Linked DNA regions of Bos taurus: region 2 is linked to region 1. A link is a contact called in public Hi-C data. All regions are on one chromosome and are shown on one strand. Each heading gives the region's core, a stretch centred on a gene start, on an enhancer-like site or on the middle of the called end of the contact. The rest is flanking DNA. Distances are from core to core; before and after follow the strand shown. Region 1 holds the start of CAGE1 (cancer antigen 1). Region 2 overlaps SSR1 (signal sequence receptor subunit 1).

Region 1 (6,082 bases), core at 2,471-4,970:
TGAGTCAGCTCTTTGCATCAGGTGACCAGAGTATTGGAGCTTCAGCTTCAGCATCAGCATCAGTCCTTCCAATGAATATTCAAGACTCATTTCCTTTAGGGTTGACTGGTTTGATCTCCTTGCAGTCCAAGGGACTCAAGAGTCTTCTCTAACACCACAGTTCAAAAGCATCAATTCTTCAATGCTCAGCCATCTTTATGGTCCAACTCTCACACCCATGCATGACTACTGGAAAAATCATAGCTTTGACTAGATGGACCTTTGTTGGCAAAGTAATGTCTCTGCTTTTTAATACGCCATCTAGATCTGTCATAGCTTTTCTTCCAAGAAGCAAGTGTCTTTCAATATCACAGCTGGCAGTCACCATCTGCAGTGGTTTTGGAGCCCAAGAAAATAAAGTCTGACACTATTTCCATTGTTTCCCCATCTGTTTGCCATGAAGTGATGGGACCAGATGCCATGATCTTCGTTTTCTGAATGTTGAGTTTTAAGCCAACTTTTTCACTCTCCTCTTTCACTTTCATCAAGAGGCTCTTTAGTTCTTCTTCACTTTCTGCCATAAGCGTGGTGTCATCTGTGTATCTGAGGTTACTGATACTTCTCCTGGCAATCTTGATTCCAGCTTGTGCTTCACCCACCCTGGCATTTTGCATAATGTACTCTGCATATAAGTTAAATAAGCAAGGTGACAATATACACCCTTGATGTACTCCTTTCCTAATTTGGATCAGTCCATTGATCCATGTCTGGTTCTAACTGTTGTTTTTTGACCTGCACACAGGTTTCTCAGGAGGCAGGTCAGCTGGTCTGGTATTCCCATCTCTTTTCCACAGCTTGTTGTGATACACACAAAGGTTGTAGCATAGTCAATGAAGCAGATCTTTTTTGAATTTTCTTGCTTTTTCTATGACCCAACTGATGTTGGCAATCTGACCTCTGGTTCCTCTGCCTTTTCTAAATCCAGTTTGAACATCTGAAAGTTCTCAGTTTATTGAAACCCAGCTTGGAAAATTACGAGCATTACTTTGCTAGCATGTGAGACAAGTATGACTGTGCAGTAGTTTTAACATTCTTTAGCACTGCCTTTCTTCAGGACTGGAATGAAAACTGACCTTTTCCAGTCCTGTGGCCACTGCTGAGTTTTCCAAATTTGCTGGCATATTCACTGCAGCACTTTCACAGCATCATCTTTCAGGATTTTAAACAGCTCAGCTGGAATTTCATCACCTCCAGTAGCTTTGTTTGTAGTGATGCTTCCCAAAGTCCACTTGACTTCAAATTCCAGGATGTCTGGCTTTAGGTGAGTATCACACCATGGTGGTTATCTGGGTCATTAAGATCTTTTTTGTACAGTTCTTCTGTGTATTCTTGCCACCTCTTCTATTTTCTGGTTCTGTTAGGTCCATACCATTTCTGTCCTTTATCATGCCCATCTTTGCCTGAAATTTTCCCTTGGTATCTCTAATTTTCTTGAAGAGATCTCTAGTCTTTCCTATTCTATTGTTTTCCTCTATTTCTTTGCATTGATCACTTAAGAAGGCTTTCTTCTCTCTCCTTGCTCTTCTTTGGAACTCTGCATTCAGATGGGTATATCTCCATTTCTCCTTTGCCTTTACTACCTTTGTATGGTAGTAAATACTGATTTGTACAAAAAGAAGTGTCGGGACCCAGAAGGTGAAAGGATCTCTCACTTAATCAAAAGATACTTACTATTATCAGAGACCTGTTAATCAAAAGACACACTTACTATTATCAGAGACCTGTTAGTGTCTGCAAAACACTGTTTCTATGTACTTGATACTTTCTATCACCTCATTACCAAGTGAAACTCAACATTACACTTCAGTTTTTCCTCCCTTCCCTATGCCACGCTTATCCTCTAAGGCACCTGGGCTTGAAAACCAGACGTCTTTGACATCCTTCTACCTAATCACCCATGGGCTAGTCAGTTACCAGGTCCTGTCCTTTTCTCCTTTAAAGATGTTTTTCATAACCCATGCTTTCTTTCCCTCACTGTAGCATCATCCTGGTCCACATTCTCATGACCTCCTCAGGTCTGTCAGGGTATGGGAGTAGAAAACTTGCCCAATCATATTACCCTGAATCCAATTCTTCTGTTTGACTTTCTAGGCCTTATGTAGCCTGGACCCACATTACCCACCCAGTCTTCTGCTCCAGTCAGATCAGGCTTACTCTCCTGCAAACAGATCATGTGTCTTACAACTTCAATAATCTGCTCTGGCAGGTGCTTCTCTTCCTAAAACTTTCCTATTTACCATTCATCTAGTTTTAAAATTCCTACAATGTCTTTAAATTTCTATCTCACAATTCAGCACATTGTTTGTTTGCTATTTTAGTCTTCACCATTGTTTCAAGCGTGTTAGTGTCGGAACTCACATATTATACAGACCTCAAGAGGAGTCCTGGAGAAGGAAATGGCAACCCACTCCAGTATTCTTGCCTGGAGAATCCCAGGGACAGAGAAGCCTAGTGGGCTACAGTCCATGGGGTTGCAAACACATGACTTAGCAACTGAACAGCAACACAACAAAAAGAATCCACTTAAGGTTTTTCAATATCCCCTTCAGTAAAGCAACCAGTGTTTAGAGAATATGTTGACTAAATCCTGCACCCCAATGATATATTTCTATCAAAACAATTTAATAAATTTCCTGGGTTATTTTATTGAACTATCAAATTAATAATTCATTGAGGTTTTTCTCAAATCTGTCATCATTTGATGACAAGCCAGTAAGCCAAGCAGCCTAGTCGGGATTGGTGAAAGACCCGACTTTACACTCACTTTTCCCGCTGTCTTCCAAATATATAAATGCTGTGTGGGCCGTGGTGGAGGAGGACTAAAGCATGCTTTTGCTCTCCAAGAACAAAAAACTACTAGGCCCTTATTTCTTCAAAATTTTGTCTGCGAACCCAGAACTTCAAATTATAACTTTTACAACTCTGTTCCTATGGCATGACCTACCAATTTGCCTTTTTTTGTTTTTTTAGTTAGGCTTACGTTTTTCATTTCATTCTGTCCTCACCCGACTTCTGCCACACATAACAAAAAAACTTATTCAAGTGATTGGATAGATATTCTAGAGATACTTCTAAGCTGTTTTAGGACAGGAATGAAAAGAGGTGTCACTGGGGTTATTGGCAAAAATCCTCAAGTTTAATTTTCAGTCAAAGTTTAACTTCTGAAAAGCACTCATCCTACTTCCACCTCACAATATCGTAACAAATTTTTTAGGTCGCAGAAGTGTGCTCACTTCCAGGGTCCATAGTCTCTGATCCGAAATAAGGATTTCGGGCTTCCTCCCTGCGCACTGGGCTCTACCGCGGGTAAAACGCTTTCAACCTTTTTCTTCAACGCCTGGCCGCCTGGGCGCGGACACGCTGGAACGCCCCTGTGTGACGTCCGCCCGGCCGCGGCCACCGAGTTCCGGCTCTCGGACCATCCGACGTCCCCTCAGACGTGCCCGCGGGCCCGGCGAAGGGCGCCTCCAGGTCTCCATTCACACAGGTAGGGGCTTACACGGCGTGAGCCCTCAGGGCCAGCGGCCCCGGCCGAGCTGACACACGTGCCTCCACGGGAGGAGACAAAGCGGCAAGCCGACTCGGAGAGCTCCGGGAAGGAAGGCCAGCCCAGGACCCGCGGGGACCGACCACACCAAGACCGCCACACACCCCCACGGCTTCCGCGGAAGCTCGATTTCCAGGGCTCAGCCCTCGCGCGAGGCGGGACTTCCGTCGGGAACACAGTTTCCGTTCGGGGGCGGGACTTCCCGTCGCGGCGGGCGTAGGTCCGGGCGTTCGGCGTGTGGTACCCGCACATGGCGCGCGCGTAGGGCGCGGCGGCCACTGAACGGTTCTGAGGCGGGCGTTAGCGCAGAGGCCGTTGGGCCGGCTGGCGGAACCGTCCCTGTGCTGCTCCCGCCATGGACTACCGGCGGTTGCTGATGAGTCGGGTGGTCCCCGGGCAGTTTGACGACGCGGACTCCTCGGACAGGTGGGCAGTCGGAGTGCGCGGCCGCCGCGCGCCGCCGCCGCCGCGGTCTCCTGGGGGGCGTTGACGCTTGTTTGCGGTTGAGAGGGAGGCCGGTCCTAAGCATCTTTCCTTGGGCCTCTTTTCACAGCCGTTTGGGGCTTTCTCCATCCCAACCGGGTCTTTCGATCCAGGTGACGGCAGTTGAACTTCGCAGCTCCCGGGTTGTCAGCATCCCTGAGGGGTTAGAATTGGGGAGAGCGACAGCGAAGCAGGTGCTTGAGCTTTTAACTACCATTTAGCGTTCCAGAAATGTTTGAGCACCTACTGTGTGCCTGTTCTGTCCTCGGCGCTGAAGAGGGTTATGAAAAAGACAAACTAAGCCCCTTCAGCTTGGGAAGGAGGCGGAGACATAAGTACATGGAGATTTAAATATATGGAGTTTTGTTTTTTTTTAACACAGATGACATATACTATGCGAACAGTTAAAATCAGTTGATAGAACTAAGCAGTGACTTAACGGTCAGGGAACATGAAGTCCAGATAGGAAGGACAAGAAGGAGCTAATGTCTGGAAGCAGAGGGGGGAGAGGGGGCCGCAGGTGTGGTCCCTCCTGGCTGTGGAAGGAAGAGCTAGGTCATTGTGCCCAGAGCACAGTGGAGGTAATTGAAAAGATCGGCTGGTGCAGAAGTGAGGAGCCAGAGCCCAAGACTGTGACAAGGAATGGAAAGGATCTGAGATATTCTTGATGCTGTAGAAAGCCACATTTTGAGCAGGGCAGTGACATCCCCCGGCATGTGATTGAAAGGAATCATTTTGCTATGGAGGAGATGGTTTTGGAGGGCAGGAGAGGACACGGTTTAAAAGGACTAAGAAAATTCAGTTCATAGATGATGGGTGCTGGACGGGGATGTTCTGGAAGTAGGAGGACAGGTTTCTAACCATAGAATAAATGTGCAGTGGGAGTCAAAAGAAATTGGGGATAACTTCTACTTTGAAAGCAAAGTGAAACATAGTGTTCGTTTTGGAATTCCGAGAAAATGGTTTTTACTTTATATTCATAGTAAGGATTTTCTGCGTGCAGACGGTATTGCTTTATTTTTTGGTGAATACAGGTTGATCGCTTTGTGTGTGACAGATCGCGTGTCAGTTGATCTTGATACATTGGTAAATGCTCCCCTGGGTGACAGAGCTTGCATTCTAGCAGGAGCAACCAACCTATTGAGTAACTGGACAAATTATTTGTATGCGTTTTGGGTAAGTAGTACAGAGGAGAAGAACCAGGCAGCCTTCCCTGAGCAAAGTTAATTGGATACTTCCTACATACTGGAAGGGTATGTAGGATTTAGCCAGAGAAACGAGGAAGGCATTGCAGGTCAGTGTTTTCAGGTGAGCGTGCAGCAGTCCCTAGGGACCAAGTCAAGTGGGAGGAAGAAACAGCCCATGCGACTGGTGAACAGTTACCGGTCATGAGTGTGCACTGGACATTGTGAAGATGTAAACCAGTGGGTTTTGCGACTCCAGGAACTTGGGAGACATTGTCACAGCTGGGGGTGGTTGTGCGTTCATGGCATCTGGAAAGTTTGGGCCAGAAATGCTGCTGCACAGGACCGCCGCCCACAGCAAGGGATCGCTCAGTTGAGGTGGGGAAGCCGAGGTGCAAGCGACAGTATAGCTTTAACGTGCCGCTGGAGGTTGTCGGCGGTGTGAAGGGTCAATTGATGGATTACGGTTATGAAATGCTAACAAACAGCAGGGGGTTAATGATTATTTGTTTTCTTCCCAGCCATATCCATGGAGATTTGGAGCCCTCTAAGCCTTGGCTAATTAATGAGTCGGGCTTGCTCATCTGAATTTACTTAAATTCCTCTCTGACTGCGTTGAAATGCATATCATTGTGTTTTTTACGTGATTTCTGTACTTGCTCTCCACCTGATGGCTCAAAACTGGTAGTACTGCCTCTTTGGAATCTGACCTGCAGACATGTGTTGGCGTGCACAGTGGTTTGTTAAAATTGAACATACCAGTTAAGTGGGAGATTTTCCACAAAAGTGCAGAGTTCTGGCTTCTCTTGAAAAACTAAGAAGATTCAGT
Region 2 (5,580 bases), core at 2,225-4,724, 51 kb before region 1:
TCACTACTCCAGCAAGAGCAAAATTCGGCCAATTTCACTCTTTCTTTTTCAAACGAAGACTCATTTAATTGCTAATTAGAAATGGGCCCTATGATCAAGAAGCTGCATGGCTAATAAGTAAAGTAACACATCCATCAACTGCATGTGGCAGAAAATTCTAAACAAACCCAAACACACCCCCAAGGTCTCATCTTCAAGCTTCATTTTAAAAAGGTGTAAATCTATAAACCCACAGTGAGCAAGCAGGCACAAACATGGAGACTGTACTTGGCACTGTACCGACTTCGGAAGACCCCAACAGGAGCTGCTTAGTTCAAGCGTGTTTACCTTTCTAGATTCCAGGAGCTGATGAAGGCCAACGACAACCAGCAGCCCGAGACCAGCCAGGAACATGTACATAAATATGCTGATGTCAAAGGAGAAGACAGAAACCTGCTTCAGTTCGTAAGAAATACCACAGCTAATTAAAACTACAACTGAGTTTAACTCAGAAGACCTGTGAGGTAACTGCAATGATAATTCTAATACAACGTATGTTTTCCAAACAATTTGTGGGGAAAAAAAGAGTAAAATATTTTAAATTCAACTAAGATGAAGGTAATAGTTTCATGAATTTACCTTTATCTTTAACATCAATTAGTCTTCCCCCTACTCTGCCAAAAGGCACATGATCTACAATGAATGACTTCATAATTTGTTATATTCTAAGCTCAGTTAAAATAAATGCATTAGGTTTTGTTCCTCACAGATTTTGCACGATTTTATTTAGAAACTACTCTTTGTGAATCACAAGTATACACTGAAAAATGATTCGGTATTCACGAAGAATACATTTTTCAAGATAAAAATCTCCTAATATATTTTCAGTAACAATTTTGGAGGCATGCAACTTCCATTAGGCTGTTGACTGTAAAACAATTTAAAGACAGGAAGAACAAAAAGTGAACTATCTTTCTAAATCAATTTTTGTTAGTTTTAACCACCTTTCCTAACGTGCTCTTATTAATCATTGTTGTGAGAATCATCTAAAGTGTGGAGTCAAGTGGTCAAGATTTCACCCCATCCACAGCAGGCTCCATTTTCACCATGAAACACCAGGATGAGACGCGAGCCTCCCAGTCCTGCCTTCTGAGACCAAAATCTACATCCGGCAAAACTCACTTACGTTTCTCCATCTAACCCATCTTCTCTCTCGATAATTGTAACCGTTTGATTGAAGACAGCATCTTGGAAAACATTACCCTGTTAAGAAAAAATAAATCACAAAAATCTGGAATGCACTAGAATAATGAAAGCCTGTAAGATTTCTTCAAACTGTCATCCTAATATGCACTACAGCTCTCTAATCACTTACAATATCCTAAGACTCAACAGAGTCGTGCCTAAGTGTACTAAGTCAGGGACTCAACATTATGACGTTACTTTGTCCTACAAAACAAAGAATGACTCCAACTTTGCTAAAATTGTCCCCACTTTCTTTGAAACCAGGGAAGTGAATACACAGTAAAACGTACAGAAAGAAGCAGAGAACACAGAACACTCTTCAGCTAGAAGCCCTGGCTTCTGCTGTATGTAACCCTTCAAACAAGAAAGGAAAAGCATGAACGTGGGCATTCTGCAGTAGAGCCTTGTTTTAAGAACTAGACTTGAACAAAAGTCAAGTCCATACTGACAATGGGTTGGAAATCAATTTACATTAAACGGTCAGTGACATTCACAGTATCAAAATCTTTTTTTTTGGTGGTCTCGAAATAATTTTGTCAGCTCAATACAATTTCAGTTTTCAAATACATGAGACTCACTGGGACAACACACAGCTGTGCTCCGTGTTCTGTGTGAAGCACTGAGGTAACACTTTTCCAAACTGTCACTATTTATTGCTGAACTGTAACGGTTTAAGTCTTTTTTTTTTTTTTTTTTTTTCGGTTTAAGTCTTATTTCAAGATCTTTCGATTAGCAAACCAAGATGAAACAGACATTCAAACAGAGCTGAAACTACAGGCATGCTTTTGGATCAAGTTTAATTCTGCTTAAAAACAAGATGAAATATATAATCCTGCAAGCTACTAAGCTGTAACATTGAGGAAGTTTAGTACATTGTTTTGAAAATAAGGAAGGGGAATTCTTGGCAGTACAATGGTTACAACTCAGTGCTCTCAATGCCGGGGCCCGGATTCAAACCTGGTCAGGGAACTGAAATCACAGAAGCCCAGGAGGTACAGCCAAAAAAAAAAAGATGGAAAAATCTTTTCCACATTCTACTAAGTAGTTTAAAAAAAAACAAAAAAGGAAAACTTAATGGTAGCATTAGAAATTTAATGCAGACGTAAGATAAATACACTGACACTAGGGTGATGAGAAGGTTGAATAAGCTTTCCACAAAGGATGAGATTTCCTTTCCTGAAAGCCTTTTAGATGTGCTCTCATCTGAAGGAGGACCTAACAGTTGGCATCTGGAGGTCAATTCCTGGCAGCAAAACCCTAGTGGGCTCCTCTCACTCACTCACTGGGCACACCTACACTATGGAGTAAGACGCCCGAGAGGCTATTTGGGTCTCATAAACCATAAGCCTTTTTAATATCCTAAAAATATTCGGTTATATTTTATGAGTGTATAAAATGACAGGAAAATAGTCACAGAAAGTCCTTAAAACTTACACCCAGTAGTAGTAAAATGGGCAAAATGCAAGTGACAGAAAGCACAAAGATCACTGAATATGTATGAACACCTAAAGAAGCTGTGGATTCCACTTTCTTTTCTAGAACTTTCCTAGCCTGCACTCACTCGTCTCCAGGACGCAGCACTTGTCACGCCGTGATGTCTGTTTACACTCCTCTGGCCCACTGCATTACAGACTCGAAGACAGATATGTGTAATCTACCTTTGCCTGCCCGCTGCCCATCAATTTCAACCACCAAACAGGCACTCGAACGAATAAACACAATAGTACTTAGACGTCAACTGTCCTCACGCGCCCCTAACTTAAGGAGGGCCTTACATTCAGATCCTTGTAGTTCAGGTTGATGACCAGACCGAAGGGCCGGCCCCCCATGGGCTCTGCGGGGATGAAGGAGTACTCAAAGGTTGCCTGTCTCTGGGGCGGCACGACCGTGTTCAGAGGAAGAGCGGTGAAATTCTGGATATAAAACTGGTAGTCCTGAGGGTAACGGAATGAGGCGTCCAGAGACTCGACGATAAAATCTTCTGTACCCTTGTTTGTAAAGCCTACCAGGAACTTCACAATGTTATTTGCTGGAAAATCTACGAAACAAAAAAGAGGAAGGTTAGAAAACATTTAAAAGGTACAAAAGACACAGACATTACAAATGGATTCTGACATCTGTTCCTGCTGTGTATGGAATTGGTTTCAGAACCCATTTCAGGAGAACATTGCAGCCGTGCTCCAGCAGCTTCAGTGTAAGCTGAAACCCTTGTTGACATGCCAGCGCTCCAACTGAAGAGCTCAATGGAGCTGCCAAGTCGCCAGGAGCAGCGGGTGCTGTGCTGCAGCAGTCAGGGCCCCCAGGGCGGCTGCGCGTGGTGCAGAGCTCACCAGCGGCGCCACTCAGGCTCTGCCGGCTGTGCAGACAGTGGGGAGGAGAGTGACAGGGAAGGGACACCTGAGATTCACCTGCAAACTGTAACGTCTGTCAGACGTTAAAAAAAAACCCTTATCTACTTTAGGCAGTTACTCAGAATGCAGATCTGAAGGTTAAGACCCACGGAGGCAGCTACAAAAAAAAAAAACTAGGAAAACAAAAACCTTTCAATCAAATCACACTTTCTGTAGACATAGAGCTGGAATGTACACAGGAATAAAACAGAGCTTGAGAAGGCCCCTCAAATGAATAATCTCCAATAATAAGTATCCGATAATCATTTACAGAGCTACTAATCCGCTGAAGCACAGGTTTGGGGCCAGATGGACCTGAGTCTAAACCGTCTTCACAGCCTGTTCACTGAGAGTGACCCTGAGCAGCAGTGACCTCTGAATCAGTTCAGCAACTCTTCTCTTGGGGTTCCCGTTAGGATTCAGTGAACACACACAAAATACTCAAAACGTCGGCTCTCAATAAATGTTAGCCATTTATTTTCTTCTAACGCAACACAGGCATTAATAAAAAAAAAGATTTATTATTTCACTAGTATTTACACTCAAAATATGAATGTTAATTTTACTGTGGCAGTTTGGATAAAGTTTAAAAACAGTATCTTTCAAGGGGACATTTAATTTCTAGTTAAAATGGATAGTATTTATCTTCCCCTTTAGTTTCAAAGCCAGAAACGATACTTTACAGATACCCATATTCACACATATATTAGCAGGTTTTTTTCCCCAAAATGTGTCTGCACTATATTTGCAGAAATAAAGATCTTTATCATTATTGCTTCCCCAACAAGTGAGCTTGTCATTTAAAACACTCCTGTGTCTGAATTACAACCACATCCCCTGCTCACCTTCTCCTTTCACAAACAGGATGGTTGTATCTGCACTTGGCGAAGCTTCAGGTTCACCCGATACATCATCTTCCTCTTTATCTTCAGCCTAAAAGAAATGCTGAAAACCGATTACTATGGGGAAAAGCACAGCATCATGTAAGAATAGTGACTTCACTGGATTTGGGACAATATATTAGTATACTGCATCTCCAAGGCTGTGCTGAGATCAGTAGTGGAATGAACAGTTACATGCATATAGATCCCCCAGGGATTCTGCAACTGTAACTGAGAGTGAAGCCTGAGATTCTGTATTTCTAACAAGGATCCACCAAATGCCCATGAAGCTGGTACTTAGATTACACTCTGAACTGCAAGGTTCTAGAGCCCAAGTGGGTAAGTTTTCTATAAAGTCTGAAACTTTGAAAACCGTATTTTTCAAAAGGACATATAATTTCTAGTTAAAATGGACAGTATTAATTTTCCCCCTTAAATGCCAGGAACACTACTTTCCAAGAAAAGAAGTAGTCTCAAACACAGTCTTCAATTCCCTCCCCAACAAAGGGGAAAGGAGGGGCCGGTCTAAGGACACAGATATCAAATCCTTTCAGCTTTGGAACCGAGGCTCCCCCTGCGAGTATGCAGCTGCAGGCACAGGAGGCGAGCAGCCAGAGCCAACATGGAGAAGGTGGCAGGGCTGGCGCGGGCCCGCGGGCTGCTTCTGCCGCCCCTGCTCCAGGCCTGGTTATGAGTCATCCAGTCCCAATTTACAGAACGACCTCCCTGCAAGAAGTCAGCACACCATTGGGAAGAAACGGTCTTTAAAAAAACGTGACTAGGGAAATAATGAGGTGGCCAGCAAGCAATCGCTCAGTCGTGTCTGACTCTTTGCGATCCCATGGACTGTAATCTACCAGACTTCTCTGTCCATGGGATTTTCCAGGCAAGAAAGAGTACTGCGGTGGGTTGCCATTTCCTTCTCCAGGTGATATTCCTGACTCAGGAATCAAACCCAGGTCTCCTGCATTGCAGGTAGACACTTTACCCTCTGAGCCACCAGGGAAGCCCCATTATGAGGTGGAGATGTCCTGAAATTCAATTAAATTTGCACGACTCAGAACATTTACTACTAATCACTGAAT

Evidence for each region. A called contact is a pair of places that touch in the nucleus more often than the background predicts.
Region 2: a contact with region 1 is called in a Hi-C map of skeletal muscle, with 2.4 times the contacts expected there. The contact joins the enhancer-like site here to the promoter of CAGE1 in region 1. A contact is called at or near these places in 2 of 11 Hi-C or Micro-C datasets (liver and skeletal muscle).

The regions. Positions count from the first base shown.
Region 1 is chr23:47,957,991-47,964,072 of ARS-UCD2.0, reverse strand. It overlaps CAGE1 (cancer antigen 1), which reads right to left and starts at 3,720. Exons shown (of 16, transcript XR_009492598.1): 1 at 3,273-3,720. It overlaps RIOK1 (RIO kinase 1), which reads left to right and starts at 3,440. Exons shown (of 17, transcript XM_005223904.5): 1 at 3,440-3,526.
Region 2 is chr23:48,009,030-48,014,609 of ARS-UCD2.0, reverse strand. It overlaps SSR1 (signal sequence receptor subunit 1), which reads right to left. Exons shown (of 8, transcript NM_001102122.2): 3 at 4,460-4,547; 4 at 3,000-3,262; 5 at 1,166-1,242; 6 at 328-406. Among named protein-coding and RNA genes, the nearest start is that of SSR1, 7.1 kb to the right of the region's middle. Within about 2 kb of position 3,474, at least 4 of the 102 cell types and tissues checked have an H3K27ac peak or open chromatin away from gene starts, as enhancers often do. A contact at or near this core is called in skeletal muscle, where this site is marked.